Regions from separate parts of the Pan troglodytes genome. Here region 1 is linked to region 2. A link is a contact called in public Hi-C data. All regions are on one chromosome and are shown on one strand. The core of a region is the stretch at or near the end of the contact, and the rest is flanking DNA. Distances in the headings are between cores, read along the strand shown.

Evidence for each region. Hi-C and Micro-C count contacts between places; a contact is called where the count stands out from the background.
Region 1: a Hi-C map of stem cell-derived neural progenitor cells shows a contact between it and region 2, with 8 times the contacts expected there. The contact joins the promoter of MEIS1 here to the enhancer-like site in region 2. A contact is called at or near these places in 4 of 7 Hi-C or Micro-C datasets (blood, induced pluripotent stem cells and stem cell-derived neural progenitor cells), 1 of 1 datasets of contacts at active chromatin or transcription factors (stem cell-derived excitatory neurons) and 1 of 1 other capture datasets (stem cell-derived neural stem cells).

Annotation. Positions count from the first base shown.
Region 1 is chr12:56,288,007-56,293,075 of NHGRI_mPanTro3-v2.0_pri, reverse strand. It overlaps MEIS1 (Meis homeobox 1), which reads left to right and starts at 2,078. Exons shown (of 13, transcript XM_063789038.1): 1 at 2,078-2,818; 2 at 4,684-4,910. The coding sequence starts at 2,807.
Region 2 is chr12:56,147,780-56,153,191 of NHGRI_mPanTro3-v2.0_pri, reverse strand. No RefSeq gene overlaps it. Among named protein-coding and RNA genes, the nearest start is that of MEIS1, 140 kb to the left of the region's middle. Within about 2 kb of position 2,936, at least 11 of the 24 cell types and tissues checked have an H3K27ac peak or open chromatin away from gene starts, as enhancers often do. A contact at or near this core is called in stem cell-derived neural progenitor cells, where this site is marked.

The DNA.
Region 1 (5,069 bases), core at 829-3,328, 140 kb before region 2:
CTAAGGAGACTACGGACGCACGGTGGAACCTCATTCCAGACCTATGTTCTGATGCTCGCCCTGTGTCTCCTGCTCCTCGGAAGCCCACTCTATAGAATCTTCAGTCCTACCTCGCAGACGGACGCAAATTATCTTTTACTTTGCGCTTAAGAGTTGGCTTCAATACATTTTAGAGCTCCTAACCTTTCCCAAACAATCTTCGGATGAAGGGATACCCCCAATCTTTCTCAAAACTCTTTCCCTACCTACACCCCCTTGAGAGTGAGGGTTCAGTCCGCAGCTGGCGAGTGGGACGTGGGTGGGGGCGATGGAGGCGCGGGCGGGGTGCTTGGAGGGAGTCAGCCTTTTGGCCACCTTAAGGGCGGGAATAGGGACTGGCAGTTCGCATTCCCCGCAGATCGAAGCTCCCTGCTGACCGATTATTTGATAATTGATTTTCCCCGCAGCCAATGCGCGGCGGCCTGGGCGGGGGCGCCTCCTGATTGGCCGAGCACTCCTCCACGGCTGCCTACCGAGATTTGGGTGAGCTCATTTTCCAGTCGACCGCAGGGGGAGTTTTCTGCGAGGTTTCAGCTGGAGGGAGGGGGAAAAATCCTCTCGGAGCCGAGCGAGCTGCGAGCCCTGCTTGTGGATGTGAGGTTTCCAGCCGCTGGTAGAGCTGCTGCGGCTGAGCCATCTCGGCAGATCAGAGCCCAGCGGACAGAAATATAAATACGAAAATAATGCCACTAAATATAATCACAAGGGAGAAGCTTAGAGCGGGAGAATAAAGAGAAGGGGTGAGGGGGAATTAAAGCCCAGGCAATAGGTGTTAAAGTTAAAAACAAAACAAAACAAAAAACAGTGGTTGGTTGGAGCCTCCGAGTTGTAGGTACAGGCAGCTTTTGTCTGAAATCTCAGCTTCCGAAGCGGATTTCTTTTTCTCTGGCACTGGGAGGTTTCGCCGAGCCAGGTTGGGGACGGGAAAGAGGAGCGCGGGGAAGGATGTCTGGGGTGGTGAGGGCAGGGCTTCGCTGGAGAAAGAGCTAGTGGGGCGCGAGGTTCTTACAGGCCCGGGAGAGGTCGAGGCTGGAGCCCCTCGGCGCCTCTAAGACAAAGGCAGCGGTGGCTGCAGCCCGAGCCTAGCACTCCGGCAGCGTCGCGCCGCGCCGCGCCCTGGGCGCACGGCCGCCTCACCCCGAGCGGGTCGGAGAAAGAGCCTCCCTCCCAGCGGCTCCCTGGCCCCGGCTCCGCCCGCGAGGTCTGGGCTGCTGCGAGCCCGCGCCGGGTTTCGCTTTCCGGCGATCATAAATAGCTTGGTGTTTGTAAACAGGCGCTGGGGGCACATTCCCCGCGCTCAGCTCATTGTTCCCTCCCTTCCTCTCTACTTCGCGCAGGACGCCTGGGCTGGGGCTGGGAGCCGCCGGGGCTAGGAGGTGGGGGAGTCCAGACCCGAAGTGACAAAATGCTAGCATTTTCTTTCCCCCGGCCGGGCGTCCACCTCTAACAGCAAAGAAACCTCTAAGCTGGGTCTGCAGAAAGCCCGAGCCACCTCAACCCCATGTTCTCAGGACTCCTTAGCAGAGGCTTTCCCAACCCGGCTTCTCCCTCCTCCTTTTCCTCCACGATCCCGCTTTGACTTTTCTCCTTGCAGTGTTTAGTTCTGAGAATTCAGTACTTTGCGCATCACCCCCTGCCCCGAAAAACACTGGCAGACCCCAATAATTTCGAGGAAAGTCATGAAGTCTATGCGCGGAGCCCTGTGCAAAATAAATTCCGCTGCTGCCTGCCCGGCGTTGATTCCCAATTTATTTCAAGAGAGTCGGCTTTGGGGAGAGAGTCTGCAGGGGGAGGGAGAGAAAAGAATACTGAAAATAAAGCCGGCGGCCGCGGGCTACTGCCTGCGTTTGTGTGCGTGTGCCCTGGGTGTGTGGTGTTTGTGCCTGGGCGTGCGATTTAATGGAGCGCCTCTCTGCCTCTCCAGTGCGGCCAGAGCTCGCTTCGCGCACCCACCCCTGCCGAGGAGCCTACTTGCTGCAGCCCAATGCATTGTGTAAGACGCGACCTGTTATGGCCACCACTACTTCCGGGTTCTAGCATTCTGGTCGGAATCCACCTCTCCGCCTGTGCAACACACACTTTACACACGCACGGGGACTGCAAACGGGCAGCATCGATCGTGGCTCCTTTAAGACAAACTCAGACAGACATTTTTTTTAACCCTCCTTCTCTAATCTCCCTCCAGTGCAGCACTTGCAAAGAGGGAGAGAGAGAGGGAGAGAAAGAAAGAGAGAGAGAGAAGAGAGAAACTGATTAGGAATTAGGACTGATTCAAGGGAAGCGAGCGCTAGGGCTTTGTGCATTTGAATATTAACATTTGAGGTGTTCTGACCAGAAGAAGACAGAGCGGATGATCATTCATTCACCACGTTGACAACCTCGCCTGTGATTGACAGCTGGAGTGGCAGAAAGCCATGAGATTTGGTAGTTGGGTCTGAGGGGCGCTCTTTTTTTTCCTTTTCTTTCTTTCTTTCTTTTTTTTTTTTTTAAACTGATTTTTGGGGGAGAGAAGATCTGCTTTTTTTTGCCCCCGCTGCTGTCTTGGAAACGGAGCGCTTTTATGCTCAGTGACTCGGGCGCTTTGCTTCAGGTCCCGTAGACCGAAGATCTGGGACCAGTAGCTCACGTTGCTGGAGACGTTAAGGGATTTTTCGTCGTGCTTTTTTTTTTTTTTTTTTCCCGGGGAGTTTGAATATTTGTTTCTTTTCACACTGGCCTTAAAGAGGATATATTAGAAGTTGAAGTAGGAAGGGAGCCAGAGAGGCCGATGGCGCAAAGGGTACGTATTAAAAAACAATTGTGGAACTCAAATGTGAGATTAAATTGAAACGTGGCCGAAAGACACTGCTAAAAAGTTTCCTTTTTTTCTCTCTCTCTTTTAAAAAATGAGGCTCCTAAAGCCGTGGCCTAAGCGAGAGGATTTATTCAATGCATTTGTAGACTTATGTATGTTACTTGGAGTTGTTAATTAAAGGAATCTATTTATCTATAGATTCCTAACCAGCAGCTATATAAATAAAAATGCAAGCTCAAACAATCATCTGGGTTTTTTTTTTTTTAAAGCTAGATACCTAAAGCTGTAATTTGAACATTCAGAGATCAGAAGTTTAAAGTTATGTTTAAACTAAAATATACAGCTGGAAACTTCTGATATGTTATTGATTATGCTCATCTTTAATATCACTAGAAGTATTCAGCTTTTTAAAGGAAATAACTTTGTCATAGTATAGCCAATTTTTTGGTCAAAAAACATTCATCTTTTTATAGTAATTTCAATTTGTATAGACTTGTATACAAGGCAATATTTTGCAAGTTTCTCTTAGATAAGCCCTCTACTAATTGAATACTAAGCACACAGTTACTCACTTTAAAAATGCAATACTAATTTCCCCATATTCCTTTTTCAATGGAAATGCAGTGAGAGTAAAGTGAGACAATGACAACCCAACTGAGGTAGTTTCTTAAAAGAAAGGGGGTCTACAAAAAGCCTTCCTTGCATAATTTGTGTCCTGGCCCTCAAAGCCCTGTTTGCAAAAGAAAGTTACTAGGCTGACACATTTTTCTTTACTCCTTTGGTTCAGGCAAATGTCAGCGTTCTTCCAAACTCTTTTCACACCTCTGGCTTTAAGGAGATGAAAGTGGCAATTCCTCCTTTCTTTGAAAATCATTTCACTCTCAGCGCCTCCAAATCTTGGGAAAATAACTGCCTGGAATGAACCAATTAGAAAAACCTAAATAGCTAAATTTCACACACACAAAATAATGACAATCAATATGAAAGTAGTTTTTTTTTTTTTCTGGAAGAGGAAGATGGAAAGTTGTGCATTTGCTTTTGAATTTGCTTTAAACCTGGTGAGTAACATTTGCCTCCTTGACTTCTAGTCTGGAAAGAAAGTTCATAAGAGTAAATAAGAAAATAGAATATTAGCTGCTTCAACTATAGATTTTCTTTAACTTTGGGGGTGGGGAATTGCCCAATTCTAAATTCAGCTCTGATGTTCAGGAAAAGCTACCCTTCTTTGAGTTTCACTTATAAGGGGTCAGTTAGTTTTGTATAATTTAGCAGAGTTTGTCTTGGAAAGCAAAAGAAATGCAGTGTCTTGTAGGACTGCCTAACCTCACGCTGGCAGGGAAATAAAATGAGAAGCCTGTCTAAATTCACGCGCTTTGCGTAGCTGTTCCCATCGTAACTTTTTTTTTTTTTTTAATTCCCCCTGATGTGAAGGGGCTGTGAAACTAGGCGGGTTTGCTGCAGTGTCCTGGCACGTTTTAATATTGTGATTTTGAATTTCTTCCTCCAGAGACATGCCCGTTTCACCTTCTACCCTCGGGAGAATGCTTCTCTTTCTCTCTTTCTTTCTTCTTTCCTTCTTGCCAAAGGAGCCTGAATTTCTAAACTAGTTGATAGGGACACAAGTTAGGGCAAGATCATTCATCCCAGACGAGTCTCGCTGAGAATTCTGTATTTTTTACTTAAAGCTTTAATTTTAAAATAAGAAAAACTCAGCTTTATAGATGCAAGGCCACCGAATTCCGGGTGGAAGGACCCAGCTGTACTGACCTTATATAAGCTCGGTGCCTTGCCGTTCTCCCATTTGCCCGCCTGGCCTCCTGAACCTTCTTTCTCTCCTGTTTGTCATGCAGTACGACGATCTACCCCATTACGGGGGCATGGATGGAGTAGGCATCCCCTCCACGATGTATGGGGACCCGCATGCAGCCAGGTCCATGCAGCCGGTCCACCACCTGAACCACGGGCCTCCTCTGCACTCGCATCAGTACCCGCACACAGCTCATACCAACGCCATGGCCCCCAGCATGGGCTCCTCTGTCAATGACGCTTTAAAGAGAGATAAAGATGCCATTTATGGGTAGGTACAATGGGCAGCAGGTTAAGTAGTTGAGACTCAATGCTTCCCTCTTTCTCTGTGCCCTTGGTAAGAGGAAAGTCAGAGTTCTCTGGATTGGAAATACATCTTTGGTGACTTTTCATTCACATTTCATGGATAATTTGGGGAGGTGGCCTGCCA
Region 2 (5,412 bases), core at 1,687-4,186:
TCTAGACTCAGAATTACATCCAACAGAATTACTCATCTAATATCAGTGAAATTATTCTTGCACATAAAGGCAAACCTAAGTACAAAGTTAAGTCTTTTACTAAAGGATGTTACCTAGGATGAGCAGTATATGTTTATTAGGAAATTAACTACACGAATTGAAGAGACCAGACTTCAAAATCTAATTTTTATAAATATGCTCTATGTTCTCATTGGATAAAACTGGTTATTAACCAATTTTCCAGAACAGCTGTACAAGATTTCTGCATGGCAGCCGGCTAAATGGTAGAAAATAATATGTTTAAGCTGGAATAGCTTATAATTTTATTTAAATAAAATTGCTGCTATAAAAAGTGCTTCCCAAAGCTAAGGAAAATATACAAATATTTTAATTAAGGCAAATTCGTTTTAAAAAATAAGCCTTTCAGTAGTGATTGCTTTGTAAACAAAGGATGGGTCGGAGGAGAGAGAGCCTTAAACTCAAGTCTGACATTCAGGCCCAAGTCACCCTATAAACCGGCCCTTAGCAATTCTATTTTCTATTCGAAAAGAGAAACCAGCTGTGGGTTGGCTTTACTAGGTGATGTGTGATTGACTGACTCACCTGCTGGAGTAGCAATGCATTCTCACCTTTTGCTGATGGGGCCTTGTTTCTAAACACGTGGATGCGCAGAGAGCAAGGCTCAGCCTACTGCAGCCATCTCTGGCAGCGCCTCTACCCGTCCCCAGCCCATAGATGGGATTGTTTAAATCTCCCTTGTTGACCTAGTGGCAATTCTTCCTCTACCTAAATAGTCGATGTGAGTGAAATCATTCTCTTTTGATAGGTGGTTGCTAGCAGTTAACAACCATTTATTTACTTTAAAAATTAATAATAAACTTTATAAACTAACTGTCTATTTGCTCCTCCTCCCCAGTACATGCCCGGGTGAGTTGGTTATTTTCAGCCTTTATTCCTGAGGAGGCTCAGGATGGGTGGGGGAGGGAAAGAAAGGGGAGGAGGTGTGGTGGGGAGAGGGAGAGAGGCGAGAGGGAGAGACAGAGAGAAAGAGAGAGGCGCTAGGGGAGGGAGGTTTACAAGTGAAGAGTAGTTAGGGAATATGGTGATTCTGAAGAATCGAGATCAGCAGTGTCCAGGAATTAGAAAAAATAAACTGCTATTTCCGTGAGTTCCCCCTCTGTGAGCCATTTAGGTGAGAGCCTCGCTCTTCGCAGTTCCTTTCTTCCCCTGCCTCGATGCCCTCCCCTCTTAATGCTATTTTAGCTTTTCCTCTTGTAAATTTCAGAGCCAGCTCGAAGGTTATTGAGGACACTTATCCGAAAGAGGCAAATAATAGAGGTGCTGAGAGTGTTTTTGATGTTTCCTAAAAGGCAAAAACAAAACGCCCTCCTCTAAACAAGGGCACAAAATTGTACCTGGTTTTTATTTTTATTTGGTGGTGGGGGGGTGGGGGGGGGTGGAAAGGGGGCTGGCTCTGGCTGAATGAGACTACTTTTTAATATGATTTAAATTTTTTTCAAAAAATTAAAAATATTTTACCCTATCATATTTAATCAGCTGTAATTATAACACATTCAAAATGAATAATATGCCTTGACAGTATTTTTATTGTTATTGTTCATTGCATGATGTTCGACTGCTTTAGAAGCACAGGAAAGAGAAGTAAACGCGCTACAAATGGGGAATTACCCTCGTTTAGCATTAAAATTCATTTAGATAAAATTGCCACAAACATTTAAATGGGAAGATTAGTTCCCCCTCACGCCTTATTGCACTCGCTCAATGGTTCCGTTAAGAACATTTTACACGTTGGAAATTCCGTCTTCTCAGACGGCTTGCTGTTTCCTAGTTACCCACATTCAAAGCAAAGGCAGCAGCAAAGGCAGCCGCAGCAGCAGCAGCAGGGAAAAAAAAAAAAGTTTTGGCAACTGGTCTGCAATTCATCCGCTGCTCGCCCCAGTCTCCCCTCCGCCCGCTGCAGTCTGCCCCCACCCCTTCCCCTTCCCCACCCCTACCTCTTTCCCCTCATTATGTAATGCGCAGAGTCCCGTCCTCGAGGAAACACGTTGCCTAGTTGTGTAGTATTTATATACAATGTTAAAATACAAAGAAAGACCCTAAAGTCAGTCGAGTCGGTTCCTCTCTGGGTCTCCCTCTCCCTCTCCTGTTCTAAAATGAAGATTTAGCTTGAATGTGCTGAGTTTCTCACATCCCGTACCCTGAGGCCACAAGGCACGTTTTTTGGCTTTCATTTCTGCCAGGACTTTTCCAGGAAATTCACCACTGCTTTTCGCTTGTATTAGAAACGTGTGAAAGAATTCGTCTGAAAAGTCCATGCACCGTCTAGCTTTTCTCTCCCCCTTTTTTTTCTTCTCCTTCTCCTCCTCCTCCTCCTTCTCTCTCTCTGTCTCTCTCTCCGCCCCCCACTCTCGCACTCCCCCATCCTCCTCTCTCCCCCTCCCTTCGCAGAGCCACAGGAAAAGAGGAAAGTCGGCTTCGACTGCCATCTTTTGGGGATTTCGAAAAACGACTCGGTAGGAAACGGAGGGAGGCGGAGGCGCGGGAGTGGGGGAAACCCCCTTATTATCCAGTGTCGGAACTGGCTCCCTTAATCTGATGCTTAAATATTTGATGTGGAAAAATTACCCATAAAATTAGTTACTAACAATTTCAAATTGAAATCACTTATCGAATTATAAACGCATTAAAGCTGTATGGATGGTATTAGGAGTTCCTCGGGAGGCAGCGGGTGTCTCCTTGAAGTGAGCCAGGCGGGCGAGTTTCGCCCCGGGGAAAAGAGCCCCCAGCCGAGCCCGGGGGCAAGGCCGGGAGGGCGGCGCTGCAACCTGGGCGCAGGGTCCGGGTCAGGGGGATCGAGCGGGCGGCCGGGTCCTGGTGGAGGCTGCGGCTGCTTCGGCTCGCGGGGGCGGGGAGAAGGGGAGGGGAAGGAGCCTTGGTGGGAGGCTCCGACCCCGGAGCAGAGGCGCCTACCAGCAAACTTCGTAGTGAAGTCGCAGGATTCTGAAAAGGAAAAACGCAAGCCCTGCCCTCCCCCTCCCTCTCGCGTCTCCCACGCGGCGTGCAGACCTCGCGCTCGACTTTGCGATCGGGGTTAGTTGCTGTGTGCAGTGTCCCCCAAGTCTGCGGGAGGAGCGGAAGGGTATAGGCTCCAGTCCTGGGGTTGGGCCCGGCTCCGTGCCCCGAGAGGAAATCCAGCGGGCAACTGCGCAGAGCTCCAGCCAGGACGGGCTACCCCTGAGTCCCTCGATGCGCTGGGTCCCGGCCTAGGCCCCAGTGCGTGGGCGGGCAGGTCTTTGCCCCGAGACCACAGCTCTGGCCGCGGGGGGTGGGGAGGTGGTTGCACGGGCGCCTGCCTTACCCTCCTGCCCTCACCCCCATCTGAGAGTCTAGTCTAAGGGACTGTTGACTTTGTCTCTGGAGATGGGGCGACCAGGGGTCTGCGAAGGAGGTTGTGGAGAGGCACCTCCTGGGTGCAGGTCCGGGCGCTCTTTCCTCGGAACCTCACGGAGTGCTTTGTAGTAGCCCGGAGACTTCCTAATAGACTTTGCCACATCGGGGGCCCCAGACTCCAGAGTCCCATAGTGGCCCTGGGAGCGCGACCCAGAGAGCCTGGGGGCTGGGGGGCACATGGAACGCGTGCACGGCCCGCTAGGAGGGCGTTGGGAGGAGAGTGCCGGAGTCTGGAGCCGCAGCCGGGAAGCCGTAGACAGCACCCCGACGCCTTAGGCAGAAGCTCCTCAGGATCAGTTTAAAAGCTCTGCAAATTTCCCCAGCCTTTCGGATACCCTCAGGCCCTTGGCCCACGGGAAGGCAGTAAAAACGTAACTTCATGCTGCAAAGCTCCCGGGTAGGCGCTTGGACGCCGATGGAGAGAGGCGTGGAACTGGGTAGTGGGGCGCCCTGCCTGGCTGGGCACTTTTCCTTGTCTCATTCTCGTCTCCCATGCCATGCCTTACCCACTGGCTGCTAGCGGCGCGTTTCACTTAAGGTGGCCACGGTGCGGAGACTACAGGAGCCTGGGAATCCCAGGGTTTGGGGAAAAAGTAGTGAGCGAGAAAGGGGGGGTCGGGGACCTGAGGAAGACAGCTGATGGCTGGGAGAGGGAGGGCTCCCTTTTCGGCCCGCTCTACCCGCCAAGGAGTCTGAAACATTCTCTCCCTAGGCGGAGCTGAAAGGAAAAACAAACAACGTATTGAGCAATCAGTTCGCCAACATCTGAGCTTTAAAGCGCCTTTGCTCTGAAAATAGTACCCTGGGGGTCTCAGTGGGGAGATGGGGGAAGCATTTTTAGGGCCTTGATTCTGGCTTGCCGCGCCCCACGGGTCACCCCTCCGCGCGCTGCCTCCTGGCATCCCGGCGCTCTCAGCCCACTGAGGGGAAACCCGGGCGGTGAAGCCCTGGAGAAAAGGGATTTAGTTTTAAGCCAGTCTCCCATCGATCGGGTCGGTAATTTCTACCCCTGCCCACTCGCAGACACACTCACCTCTACCCTAAAGCATTAAGGCCATTACGCGAGCAATGATCTTAATCTCCAGGCGGAAAACGAGTCCCGGGACCTCGCCGATTGGGGAAGCAGTGAATAAAGTCACCTGCTTCTGGCACCCGCTTGGCCCGCTCCTCCCGGTGGGGGCCGTGTGTGGCAGGGAGCGCCGAGCGGGGGTCCCTAGCTCCACGCCGAGGCGGACCGGGCAGGGGTCAGAAACCCTGTGTCTGTTTTCCGCGGGGTGACGACCTCCTGTAAGGGTGGGATTGCTTTTGCTTGCTTTCCTTCTCCCCTCCCTCTGCCTTTCTTCCTAGGCCTCCCTCACATCTCAGTACTCTCTCTTCCTCCTCCCCTCCCCCAAAGTGGCAAGTTCCCCTTCTCCACCTAGTGTCCAGAGGTTCTGCCCCTCTCCTAGTCCCCTGCTGCCTCAGGGCCGTCGCAGAAGTCTGGTAGCCCGACGCCTTTTTGCGCCCATCTACCTCGCCCACCTTTCTGGGCATGGGTGGGGTGGGGAATGTTCAGTGAGGCCCTTTTAAAGCCGCTTGCTGAGGGCACCCTGAGGCTTTAAAGAACCAGATTTCTCGATTTAGGGACGATCTCTGCGCCCATTGATAACTCCATCCCAAAGAAACCCAGCACAGCAGCAAACACCCTCAGCAGTCGCCTGCTCCTCAGCCCCCGCCTTGGCACAGAGCAGCGTCTGGCACTGCGGGGAGATGGAGGCGAGCCACGCGCACCCGTTCCCTTACTGGCCGACCCGCGAGGCGCCAGCTTGTTCTGGAGACTCAGTTTCCACTGGACAAAAGCAGGGGAAACACAACGCAAGGGCTGTGCAAATCCACGTTCCCGAGGCCCCTCCACCCCATCCCAATCTGATTTTTGAGACGTGCATTTTCAGGTAGTCCTAA